Regions from separate parts of the Sus scrofa genome. Here region 2 is linked to region 1. A link is a contact called in public Hi-C data. All regions are on one chromosome and are shown on one strand. The core of a region is the stretch at or near the end of the contact, and the rest is flanking DNA. Distances in the headings are between cores, read along the strand shown.

Region 1 (6,901 bases), core at 1,768-4,267:
TTTTCTTAGACTTCTGCCATCTTTTCAAAGCTTATTGATATGGATCAGTTGAAGCCCCACTGTCTCATTTGAACCTCCTCCTCTCTTAGAAAAGTGATTTAAGAGGCTAAACCCTTGCAGGAAAATTCTCTGAGGGAACTGATCAGAGATATGAAAAATAAATTGTCATTTGTTTATAATCACATTTATTCCCCTTTATTACATTTTGCATTAGAAGCTGCCAAATCTAGTCAGAGCTTCCTGTATCTCCTGCAACCTGGATACAAAAGTGTTTCATTCAACCACCCCATCTAGTGACTGACTCCTTGCCAGGAACTCCCAGCATGCATTGCCATCTGTTCACCCCTCTGCTGCTTGAATCCACTCCCCTTTCTAAATTAGTACAAAAATATATTTTCCAAATGCCAGCTAGTCATTTGGCTATTGTTTTAAGGTAACAGATAACTCCAACCTAGTTCTAAGTATTAGGATCTATCCACTACTCTCTAGGAAGCAACAACAGCAACGAAACAGGGAACCCAAATTTGTCTGAATGTATATATAGCTCAAGTCAGTACTGCAGTCTTGAAGTATGTGTTGCAAACAGAATATCTGAATCTAACTAGCTTATTTGACCTCAGATTTGAATTGAAATTAAATCGCTCCCTTTAGAGGCGAATCCTGGTTTTGCTCACCTTTTCTTTGACTGCTGCTGTTTCATCCATGCACAAGAGTCCTTAGCTCAAGCTTTTGGGGGAGAAAAGTTCCTAGATCAATATTCTTTATTTTTCTCTCTACTTGGCTCATGGGCAGAATTAGCCTCTTATAGTTATGTTGGAAGCTTCAACCTCTTTGGAAATGAGTAAACACTGGATTCAAGAAGAAGAGGAGGATGGGGGAAAAACCCAGTTCCCAAATATTTCTTTTCTCTCCTTTGGAGATGCTGTGCAGATAAAGGTGTCAGAGGAAGGGTGTGCGGTTTCAGGAGATGAAGTTGAGAACACCTAAGTGTATCCATTTGCTCGGGCTGCCATGATAAAGTGTCGCAAAGTGCTTGGCTTAAACCCCAGACCTGGAAGCTGGATGTCCAAGGGGAAGGTGTCAGGAGGCTTAGTTCCTTCTGAGGACTATATAGGAGAATCTGTTCCAAACCTGTCTCCTAGTTTCTGAGGATTTGCTAGTAATATTTAGTCCTCCTTGGCTTGTGATTGCTTCACCCTGATTTCTGTCTTCATGTTCACATGGTCTTTTCCCTGTGTACGTATATGTCACTGTGTCCAAGTTCCTCCCCTTTTATAAGGACCCGGTCCTATTGGAGTAGAGCTCAACGTATGACCTCATCTTAACTCTCATCTGTAGATTGTGTTTCCAGATAAGGTACATTCACCAGTACCTGGGGCTAGGACTTCAGAATCTGTGGAAGGGGACAGTTCAGCTCATAACACTAAGTAGAAAAGCCCATTGTCCTTTTCCATGTTTCAAACGTGAATATGGAGGTTTCGGGTGGTTTTATAAATTGCAGCATGAATGTTACCTGTCGCCGAGCATCACCACCAGATCACCAGTGCATAGGCTGCTCTCGCCCACGTGTCTTGCATTGTATGTTTTCCTATATATATATATATATATATATATAAAATTCTTTTTATTGCTTTCTTGCTATCAGTATAATTTTCTCCAAGAGAATGACACACATGGTTTTGGAAAAGATGAACAAAATGAAACATTCCATTTCGAGCCTGAGAAATTGATCCAAACCTTATAGTACTTTGGCTCCTAGTCAGATTCGTTTCCGCTGCACCACAATGGACACTCCCCAAACTTATAGTACTTTGGAGTGTAGAAAATCGGAATTGCTTTCGGATTCTCACTAGCTGTTTTTCTAGGACCCTTTTCTTTTACTCAAAGTTCCCCATCCCCCTCCCGTGCATGTATCCACATAATCCTAAAGCATACGCATGCATCTACACACAGACAGACAGATAGACAGACACACACACACAAATATAGTTTCCCAAAAGAAGACTTTACTTGGGTCCTAAACAAGGCTCCCTAAACAAGGTATTGGTTTTGACTCCTCTGATGTGGCAAGACTCCTTTTATGTTTCTCTTGGTTTTTGTTTGTTTGTTTTGTATGTGTGTTTTGTGTTTTATTTTGTGTGTGTGTATGTGTGTGCTTTGTTACCTTTCACTGGCAGATGACTGTCTATTAGATGCCCAACCAGCTGTCTGCCAGCAGGGGAGCATAAAGATAAACTGCTATTGGTTTCCTCCAGAGAAAAGCTGCTTTATCTCAAGGAGCTGAACTGCCAGGTGGAGTTGAGTAAACTTTGGGGTTACGATACAGTTGAGGCACAAAGTTCACCAGCAGCGTGAACCAGCCAGCCCAGTTCTGCTTTTTCATGTGCTCTAAACTGACGGAACTGAGCAATGTAAACCGGGGTGTAGCAATAGCTTCAGGAGAAAAAGGGCCGTGTTCTCTTGATGCTAGCGGGTGAATGGCTATTTTAGCATCTCATGTGCAGAATACAGTTTTGTTAATTTGCCCCCAGAGTTTACGGGGAAATCAAGATTGAAAAGGGAGAAGGTATATGGCAATTATAAGAGAAATTTTTGCCTGCTGAGCTTACAGAGTTAGAAGGACCTTTTTTATGTCTTGTTTTCTTAGGTAAGGAACCTGAAACTTGGGTAAATAAATTGCAGGAGGCTCTAACTTTGTAAAATGGAAATACTAATAGGGTAACAGTGTAAGTGACAGGTTGTTAGAATTAAATGAGAGGACACCGTCTGAGTTTCTAATGTGTCACTTTCTGAGTTACCTTTCCTCCTTTGACCAGGATCCCTCAGCTAATTAATCCCAGAAAAGGAAATAGACGTCATTTCTCAGTTCAGTGTTTTACCTTTGTCCACGTTATCTCAAGCCTTTGGAGGCCAAGATTTTGGAAATCTCCAAATGAGTGAGCTCTATAGTTAAACAAAAAACCTCCAGCAGCCCCACCAGCGACTTTTACCAGAGCTGCTAATAATTAACCAAAGGGAGTGACTGCATGGAAACTTTTCCAGGCTGCTCCAGGTGTTCCTTGCCAAAAATGGTGTGAGAGGCAGCCAAAGGAAGGACGAGAGGGGAAAGCGAGGGGCCTGCAAAAACACACAAGCATGATTGAATGTCTTGGCTCTCAGACAGACAAAACTGTGAGACAACAAAGCACTTCTTCATTTGTGTACTTACAGATTCAGTATTTCGGGATTTGGGACCCAAATGCAAAGGAGTGGGACAATACGTTGAGTTTTCTCAGTGATGTTTATGTATTCAGTAAATTGATTAACAACTTTTGCAGCCTTATCTGGATCCCATTCACTACTTTAATACTTTACTTTTTATTTTTTTTCCTAGTCACTATTTTAACACTGTGACCTTATTAAGGAGCTGCACACAGTGGGTTTTGGAGGAGAATGGGGACAAATGGAGGGGAGCAGGAGTGGTTGACCATCGAGGTCTTCCTTGTAGATGCTCTGGTGCTTGGCATCCCTTCATCAAGACTGGAGATCAAGAGTTCCCTGGTGGTGTAGTGGTTAAGGATCTGGTGTCGTCACTGCTGTGGCTCAGGTTCCATCGCTGGTCCAGGAACTTGCATATGCTGTGGGCATGGAAGAAAAAAAAAGATTGGAGATTAAAGAATGCTCAATTAGATATGAAAATAGAAGAAGAAACTCTCGACCCCTACTTTCTAAAACACAGGCGGAGAAATGGTTTGCTAAGTGCCAGCATTGGGCTGCTAAGTGAAGGCTGCTTCTGCGGCTTCCTTGACCTTCACTGTTTAGTTCCATTGCTCAGTTGGAATCAGGTGGCATTGCTATGTCACTGAATGCTGTCTTTCCTTCAGGAAGGGTTGGAATCTTGCCCAACGAGGTTGTCAAAGTAAGGTCAGGCAGTTTTCCCATCTAGTTTTAGAATGAGAGGTCAGAATGCACGAGGGCAGTGTGAATTGTTAGCCACCCTAAGCTATTGACTCAGAGGCTACCATGGCCACCCCTGTGCAGAATTGTTCAGTGGTTCCTTGTTGAATGAATGAGTGATGGAAGAAGCTGATGTTGAGCTTGATTCAGATGATGCACACCCACCTTGGCGCGTTGGGCAGCCATAGCTTTATTGATGGTACCATCTTCTAGATCCAGACACTAAAGAAAACAAACCAAGATCACGAAAGAAAACAAACCTAGATTGCTAAAGAAGCCGATGAAGTGTTCGGCTTTCAGATTATGGAGGAGTAAGTTGGATTCTTGGAGAAAATAAAGGTATTAATAGTCTCCATTGTAGGATTAATGAGAGAACACATGCTTAGGGTGGTGGCTGTCAATAGTAAGGGTTCAATATGTATTCGATTTCATATTGTTATGACTATTATCATGTTTGGAGCTTGCTTTTGGAATAGCTTTTCATTCTTTTAATAATTTTTCATACACATACCCATATATAATTTTGCATAAATGCATACATGTAATCACACACACACCTATCTGTTCTTTAGAGCAGTCTTTTTTTTTCTTGACATTTGGCCTTAACTTTTCTCTCTTTCCTCCTTGGCATCCCCTCTACACCCCTCCCTGTTGTGGAACTATTGTTAGTCACCTGACAGGTACTTCTATATTTTCCCGCTTCCTCATATAATCACCTGTGAACATTTTATACTTCACATATGTATGGAGGAGGTTTGGTTATTGCTCATCTTGTGAGCATTGAGTAAGGAAGTCACACTTTCTGTGTCTTCTTATTATGCGTATTTTCACTTACAGTGTATCCGTATAGAAATCCCTCCAAAGTGGCTGTTGTTCAGTTGTAACACATTCTTTGGAATGCATGCTGTGTGATAATGCATGCTGTGGATGAGCTGTCATCTTTATAGACATCGTCAGTGAGTAGCTGTGACTCGGATCTCTGTCCCCCTCTCCTTTTCTCGCTACTCTTTAGTGTCCTTTTACACTCATCCCTGTGCACGGATAATCCTTGAGGTGTCAAGAGGAGACTGTCGTGTTGAATGGCACATTCAGGTGTGGGTTTCATTTTTTATATATGCTGCTAAATGGCTTCTTTAATTTTTTATATATGCTGCTAAATGGCTTGCTGAAATAGTTTTAACAGTTAATGTTTTCTTCACATAGAAGGAACACCTCCACAAGTTAGTGATCATTTCAGTTTTTTGCCAGTCCGATAAGTTTAAAGATACTCTGTTGTTCTTTTACTTTGCATTTCTCTGACTGATTTAATATGAGCGTATTTTCATCTGCTTGCTGGCCATGTGGGTTTGCTCCTCTGTAAGTTTCCTATTCTGTTTCTTTATTCATTTCTTCCTGAGTCTGTCTGTTTTTGTCAGTTTTGTGAAAACAAAACAAAAAGACTGTTGTCAACTGTGGTACAAATATTTCCAAACCTGTCTTTTGTCTGTTTACCCTTTAGGAGAATCTTTCTTTTGTCAAAAATTTTTTTTTTTAAATTCTAGTATGATCAAGTTATGTTTATCTTTTCCTAATGGGTCAAGAAATGTATCGGGAATTCCTGTCGTGGTTCAGTGGGTTAAGAACCTGACTAATATCCATGAGGATGTGGGGTTCAGTCCCTGGCCTTGCTCAGTGGGTTAAGGATCTGGTGTTGCTGTGAGCTGTGGTGTAGGTCACAGATGCTGCTCAGATCCCACATTGCTGTGGATGTCGTTAGGCCAACAGCTGCAGCTCCGATTCAACCCCTAACCGGGGAACTTCTATATGCCACAGGTGCAGCCCTAAAACCAAAAAAAAAGCATCAGCAAGAAAGTTGCCTTTTACCTGAAGATTGTATATATGTATACACATGCAATGTACCAGATTTTCTTGTAGGTATTTTTTTTTTACAATTGTCTTTAATCCAGTCATTTATTTTTGTAAATGGCATAAGAGTGGGGTTCAACTTTTTTTCTTTTTGCTTTTTAGGGCTGCACCCAGGGCATGTGGAAATTCCCAGGCTAGGGGTCCAATCGGAGCTATAGCTTCTGGCCTACACCACAGCCACAGCAATGTCAGATCTGAGCTGTCTGCAACCTATGCCACACCGGATCCTTGACCTATTGAGAGAGGCCAGGGGTCAAACCTGCAGCCTCATGAATACTATTTGGATTCATTCTGCTGTGCCACTGGGGAACTCCTTGATTGTTTTTAAGTACAGTGAATAACTAGTCAAATACATATACGAATGTGTGTGTGTGTGTGTGTGTGTGTATACAGAAGCTCCCAACTTCTGATGGCTTGCTTTTACAGTGGTACAAATGCTATGTGCATTTAGTAGAAACTGTACTTTAAATTTTGAATTTTCATCTTTTCATGGGTTGGTGATATGTGGTATAATACTTTCTCATGATGCTGGGTAGTGACAGTAGCTCCCACTCAGAACAGTAAACAACCGATACACTTGCAACAGTAAACAACCGATACACTTGCAATCATTCCATTTTTCACTTAGGGTATGTAATAAGTTACATGAGATATTCAACACTTCATTATAAAACAGATTTTATGTTAAATGATTTTGCCCAACCGAAGGCTAATGTAAGGCACGTTTCAGTAGGCTAGGCTGAACTGTGAAATTTGGTAGATGGGGTGTATTAAATATATCGTTGATTTATGACATTTTGAATTCACAATGGGCTTATCAGGGTGTAATCCTATCATAAATCAAGGAAGGTCTGTATTTGTGTATGTATATATACCCATATGTATGTGAGTATCTATCTATATACACATGTATGTGTATTTATCTGTACCTATATGTCTCTCCATACAGATATATAGATACACAGCCATATATATTTTTATATATATCCCCCAGATATGTGCATGTGTCTATGTATACACACATCCATATATGTATGCACATATATAATTATTAATTCCC
Region 2 (6,901 bases), core at 1,492-3,991, 150 kb after region 1:
TTAAATTTAAGAACATAAGATCACAAGATTATTTAAAAGGTAGTACGATAAAAACAAAAATGAACTAATGTGACGTAATTAAACGTAAAAGCATTTGCATAGCAAAGGAATCCATAAAAAAAAGATGAAAAGACAACCCAAGGAATGGGAGAAGATCTTTGCAAATGGAGCACCCAACAAGGGATTGCTCTCCAAAATATACCCATATATCACGGAGCTTTATATCCAAAAAACAAAAAATCCAATTTAAAAAAATGGTCAGAAGATCTAAATAGGCATTTCTCCAAAGAAGTCAGACAGATGGCCCAAAAAAACACATGAAAAAATGCTCAACATTACTAATTATTAGAGAAATGCAAGTCAAACTTACAATGAGGTATTTATTGCCTCATACCAGTCAGAATGGCAATCATCAAAAAGTTTACAAATATTAAATGCTGCAGAGGGTGTGGAGAAAAGGGAACCCTCTTCCATGTTGGTGGGAATGTAAATTGATGCCACCACTATGGAGAACAGTATGGCGGTTCCTTAAAAAACTAAATACAGAGCTACTGTGTGATCCAAAAATCCCACTCCTGGGCATCTATTTGGAGAAAAACGTAATTTGAAAATATACATGCACTCCCAATGTTCATTGCAGCACAATTTTACAATATCCAAGACATGAAAGCAACCTGAATGTCATTGACAGAGGAATGGATAAAGAAGTGGTATATACACACAGTGGAATACTACTCAGCCATAAAAAGATGAAATAATGCCATTTGGAGCAAGACGGGTGGACCTAAAGATTATCATACCAAGTGAAGTAAGTCATACAGAGTAAGACAAATATATATCATTTATATGTGGAATCTAATAAAGCTGATATCAAAGAACTTATTTATAAAACAGAAACAAACTCACAGATTTCAAAACCAGTCTTACAGCTACCATAGGTGAAACCACCGGGGGAGGTAGAAATTGGGAGGGTGAGAATAACATATACAGACTACTGTATAAAATAGACGATTTAACAAGAACCTACCATTTGGCACACATACACCAAAAGGTAGTACAAAGTAGTGCTTCCAATTCATAGCTGGTCATCTAAATTCACCCAGAGAGCTTTAAAATGTATATAGAAATCCGAACCCAACTGCAGACAGAGCTTCCAGAAATAAGGCCCAAGTGTGTGTCTATTTAAAAAATCCCCTGTGGCCATTCTGATGATCAGCTGCAGTGTAGATCTACTGCTTAAAAATTTGCACGCTAATATATGGGGAGCCAATTTGTGTATTTTAAATTGCATGTGTAATCTTGAAAAATGAGCTCATAATTTTTCTTTGATATGATTTCTAAATGCTCAAAATAATCTAGATATTCAGTAGACTTTCTTGTCAATAGCCATTTGGAAATCCCTTCACTAATAATTAGTCAAGAAAAAGTAAGAGATGTTAATCAGTTTATCTCTAAATGATTGTATTTTAGTGGGAAACAAAAGATGAACCTAAAGAATTACTAAGTGTGGCCTGAGGATGAGCCAACAATTATAATAAAAGAAAAAAACTTCATGGAATTTCCATTGTGGCTGAGCAGATTGAAGATGCAGCATAGTTTCTGTGAGGATGTGGGTTCAGTCCCTGGCCTCTCTCAGTGGGTTAAGGATCCAGTGTTGCTGCAAGTAGAGCTGTAGGCTCCAGATATGACTTGGATCTGGTGTTGCCTTGGCTGTGCTGTAGGTCTCAGCTGCAGCGCCAATTCAACCCTCAGCCTGGGAACTTGCATATGCCATAGATGCAGCTGTAAAAAGAAAAAAAAAAAAAAAAAAAAAAAAGGCAGTTGTAAGAAGAATTCCAGTTGCTTCTCCAGTGCTTTCTTAGAAGCCCCAAAGAATCTAAAAAACCTTCAGGAAGCTCCTGTTGATTATCTCAGCTGCCTGAAGCCCTGGAATGGGGGAATCCATCCAGAAGCTACTGTGAATTTTATATCAGATATTTGCCCATGCTTCTAGTAATCACCTCTCCTTTTCTTAGAGAAGGAAACTCTAATCCACACTCAAATACAGAATATACAGAAAAAATTATTCTGGGAGATGTAGTTTCCAGATTCTTCTTTGTTATACAGGAAGATGTACCAAGAGAGAATCTGACAATCTTTAAATGTTTAGAATAAGAAAAAATGAAAATAAATAAGCTGAATATTTAAATTGGTTGGGGTTCATTCAGGGAAACAAATCACTCTTGGTATTTCAACAGGAAGAATTTACTTATTTATTTTTTAAATTTTAATTTCTTTATATATATTTTCTTTCTACTGCAACACATGGTAACCCAGTTACACATACATGTATACATTCTTTTTTCTCACATTATGTGTTCCATCATAATTGACCAGACAGAGTTCCCAGTGCTACACAGGGAGAATTTATATCTTGTATTTCTTTGCTCAGTGTTTCCTGTAAATGATCAATCTTTGCCTCCAGTTTATTTCCAATGTCTTGCGTCATTTTCAGCATCAACAGTCTAAAGTCTTTTTCCTGGAGGCTAATAACCTCCTCCTTGCTTAGCTGTTTTTCTGGGGTTTTTTCCTTTCTCCCTTATCTGAGTTGTGGTTCTCTGCCTTTTCATTTTTACAGGTTTTTGCTGTGGTGTCCTTTTTGCAGACAATAGAGTTGTAGCCTCACTTCTTATGTCTGTCCCCGTTGTGGCTGAAGTTGGTACAGGAGCTTGCTGTAGACTTCCTGGTGGGAGGGACTGGTCCTTGCCCACTGGTAGGTGGGGCTAATTCCTATCCCTCTGGTGGGTGGGGCTAGTCTCTGGGTGAGAGTAGAGGTGGCTGTGTGCCTGGGGGTGTTTAGGCAGCCTGTTTACTGATGGGTGGGGTGTGATCCCACCTGGGATTATTGTTTGGCCTGGGGCTTCTCAACGCTGATAGGTGGGGCCAGATTTTCCTAAAATGGCCCCCTCCAGAGAAACACATTCTGATGAATATTCCCGAGAACTCTGCCTCCAATGCTCTTCCCCCACAACAAGCCACAGTCACCCCCTGTTTCCCCAGGAGATCCTCCAAGTACTGCAGTCAGGTCTGACCCAGATTCCTATGGTGCCTTTGCTCTGCCCTGGGACCCAGCGCATGTGAAAGTCTGTGTGCACCTTTCAAGAATGGGGTCTCTGTCTCCCCTAGTCCTGTGGAGCACAAGCCCCACTGGCCTTCAATGCCACATGCTCCAGGGGCTCTTTCTCCCAGTGCCAGATCCTCATGCATGGGGATTTGACGTGGGGCTCAGAACTCTCACTCCTGCATGTGAGTCTCTGTGATACAGTTACTTTCCAGTCTGTGGGGCTTCCCATCTGGGAGGTATGGGGTTGCTTATATTGTGTAATTTTCCCTCTTACCTCTTGATGTGGCCTCCTCTTTGTCTTCTGGAGTAGGATATCTTTTTGAAAGTTTCCAGTCCATTTGGCTGAAGGTTGCTCAGCCTTTGGTTGTAATTTTGTTGTTTCTATACGAGAAGTTGAGCTCTAGTCCTTCTATTCCACCATCTTAGTCCCGTCTCCCCTCAATGGGAAGAATTTAATGCATGGAATTTGTCATTCAAGTGCTAGAGAACTAAAAAGGAACAAAGGGAACATTAGTAGGGATCTTTAGGAAAAGTTGCTACCATCCTTAGGGGTGGAGAGAATAAAAGAAGAGGCTGAGATGAATAGAATTTAGAAGCTTCCTGGAAGGAGCCTACAAAGTTAGGACTCGGAATTCGAAGAGAGGGTGCCACCTAACTGTCTGCTGCTGGTACCTCAGGGGCTTGGAGGAGGGACTCACAGAATGGGGCTCTAATCTCTGAACAGGGGAGGCTGCCCAGTTGGTGCTGGTACTTCAGAAGATCCAGAGAGGTCTTGTTTTGTCCCAACTCTGACACATCAGGAATCAGCACTGCATGGTTGGTGCTGTGAGGAGGCACAATGAGGTGGGTGGAGGGAGTGTCCCAGTGAGCCGCAAGCTGTAAGCTTTAATTCTTCTGCTGCCAGGATAAAAGGCAAGCAGGGTGGCCTGGTAGGATAAATCAACAAGCGTCAATAAACCAGCCCCTTCACCTGCCATCCAGTCCTCTCACTAGTTCCTTCTATTGAGGTAAAAGGTAGACTTTCTGACAAAGAGAATTGTTTGTTGTTTGCAGAATTTTCATCACAAAGTAGAGTGTAGAATTTTGAACCTGGCACATTATTCAGTGGAAAAATTTTGGAAAATAGCAACAGAATAAGCCAAAAGTATAAGATAGAAATAGTGGAGGGAAGAGAAGACATATATAAAATTGGACATAGACATTGGCTGTAGAAGACCAACAAAACTAAATTTTGAGTCTTTGAGAAAACTAATAAAATAAAACTCTGGGAAGTTTGAGTCATAAAAAGGGAGAAAAAAAAAGAAACATTAGACATTTTTTAAAAAGTAGCTAAAGATACAGCAAAGATATCAAATGTGATGAAAATGTGAACAACTTTATATCAATAAGTTTGGAAACCTCTAACAATTATATCAAAGAAAAATGAAATTACTGAAGTTGATGCATAAGGATACGGAAACATGAATGTTCCTAAAGGATCAACTGACTTTGAAACAATAGTTGAAAATATTCTCACACACAAAAAAGATGAAAACCTCCAGGTTCAGATCCTTTACAATATTAGATAATTCTTGTTTGCATTTGTAGTTTTTGGGTCCTGGATTTCTTTAAACATATCATACATACCTGTTTTGTATTCTGAACCCGATATTTCCAGTATCTACAGTCCCTGAATGGGGAAGTGTCAATAGCTATATTTATTGTTTCTGTCGATACTCACTCTTCGTAGCTTGTGAACTTACTTTGATTTTAATTGGTGTGACATCCATGGACTTAAATGAATGTATCTTTCTTCCAGAGGGAGTTGCTTCTATTTCTGCCTCTGTTTTTACAAGAAGCCAAGATATCCTTAACTTGGGACCATTTTAGCCTTAAGGCTTTAGGCTCATTGTGGATATCAGACTTGGCTTCACCACTCGTGTGCTGGCCCTGGGCTCATTGTTCTAATAGCCATGTGCTATGGGATCCATGCTTCAGACAAGCTGCACACCTACATCCTAGCTGTTCCAACGGGAGCTCCCCTATAGTTCTACCCTAGCTAACCTTTTCTGGGGGGAGAGTCACAAAGGTGTCTCTTCATTTTTAAAATTAACAGCACCTGAAATAGTATGTCTTGGATAAAGTTTGTTAACATGGGAACAAAGGAAAGGGTTTAGGGATGTAGGGAAAGCTTAAAAGCTACAGAAAAATCTTATTTTTCAAGGTGAATTGTGGGTACAGGAGGCTTATTTTATTTATTATTTTAGGTATTATTGTATAAGAGTAATTATAGATGATACTCTTGTATGTATCGTATATTTTATGAGAAACTAAAACAAACAAACAAATCTAATGGTGGTTTTGCTAAAATCTATGACATTGCGTCACTGATATCTCTAAGACATCAGCAGCAGTGTTGTGTGCGGTGCTGCATGGACTAAAGACAGTGCCTTCAACTCAGACATGAGTGCTGCAGAAAACAGCACTTGCCCCTAGGAGACATGCCTGGATTGTGCTGGGTAGAAAGGAGAAAATGGTGAAGGACATATGGTAGCCTTGCAGTTTTGCTCATGAGGGCCATATGAGATGACTCCCTGGGACTTGAATACAAGTTTGAGAGGAACTTAGGGTGAAGTTCTTAATAGATGTGGTGGGAACAGATATGAGAAATACTGTAAATTGTGAGTCTATAAGCTACTGTGGCCCTGGGTTCATGGATTATGCAAATTACTCATAAATAACATGCTGACTCCCCTTCTGGTCTTGAGAGCATCCTTAAAATCTGTCCAGTACCAACTCTAATTGTCTGTTCTCTTGTGTTTCAATTCGATGTACTTCCCTTTGGTTGCCCAGTAACATACCACGGAGAAGCAATTTGAAAAATGGAGCCATAGTGCTCAGAAACATTAATCCCACTCTTATGAGGAACAGTTTGCTCTCAGGGTGTGGTTTTTTTTCATCATCAGCTCAGGACCATTGAGATAGAAGCATAGCAAGTATATCTATTAAATTCTTATCCATGGGTCAGGATATTAAAATGTCATGTAATTGTAAACCTGTTTAGAAATATTAATAACTATTGCATTGAAAACCAACCTAGTAGTAAATGAGAAAACAGCAAGCCAGGAGGGTTTGTATAATTTTACTCAATCTATGTTCTACCCAATTTACCAGGCAAAAAATAAATTATGTTTGAAAACCAGTCATGCAGTATTTCTGGCCACTTTTCATGAAAATGGATTATCTGTCACAGTATTCTGAGGCTTTAACCCCATGCGATATTTTAGGACAGAGCTCTGAGCCAGGCTTACACAGGCATTAGCAAGCCAGGCATGACTTAAGAGGTTCCAAGGGCTGACCATCCCAAAATATTAACTCTATCCACAGTCTTCTTGTTGGTTCTGAAGGTAGGATTTATTCCCTAAATGTCTTCTGGAGTTGAAAGCTCTTTTGTGTTTGCTGTTTGCATATTGATAATTTGTTCTTTTTTGTTATCAGTGAGGGATATCCAGTGTACAAATCAGGAGAGAGTATTTTCTGATTGCCACTTGCTGTTCTCGCCAATGACATTGCTACCTGGGAGAGTAGTAATAGTAGCAGTGGGGGTTGTTATTGTTGCTTGAACTGAAATATAACTTGCATGAAGTGAAGCAGTGTTCAGTGTTCAGCTCAGTAAATTTTTATATGTATATGTAACCAAGTAACCACCACACTGAGGCTCTTTCCTTTCCCTTCCCAGTCAATACACAGCTCTGTCTCTCCCCACACACACACCAAATGGTAAACCCTATTCCGACTTTTAGCACCACAGCCTGGGTT

The links. A called contact is a pair of places that touch in the nucleus more often than the background predicts.
Region 2: a contact with region 1 is called in a Hi-C map of liver, with 1.7 times the contacts expected there. The contact joins two enhancer-like sites. A contact is called at or near these places in 1 of 5 promoter capture datasets (liver) and 4 of 47 Hi-C or Micro-C datasets (all in liver).

The regions. Positions count from the first base shown.
Region 1 is chr5:90,886,899-90,893,799 of Sscrofa11.1, forward strand. No RefSeq gene overlaps it. Among named protein-coding and RNA genes, the nearest start is that of BTG1, 75 kb to the left of the region's middle. Within about 2 kb of position 3,018, at least 22 of the 83 cell types and tissues checked have an H3K27ac peak or open chromatin away from gene starts, as enhancers often do. A contact at or near this core is called in liver, where this site is marked.
Region 2 is chr5:91,032,205-91,039,105 of Sscrofa11.1, forward strand. All of the region lies in intron 2 of LOC102159120 (a long non-coding RNA gene), which reads left to right. Among named protein-coding and RNA genes, the nearest start is that of BTG1, 220 kb to the left of the region's middle. Within about 2 kb of position 2,742, at least 7 of the 83 cell types and tissues checked have an H3K27ac peak or open chromatin away from gene starts, as enhancers often do. A contact at or near this core is called in liver, where this site is marked.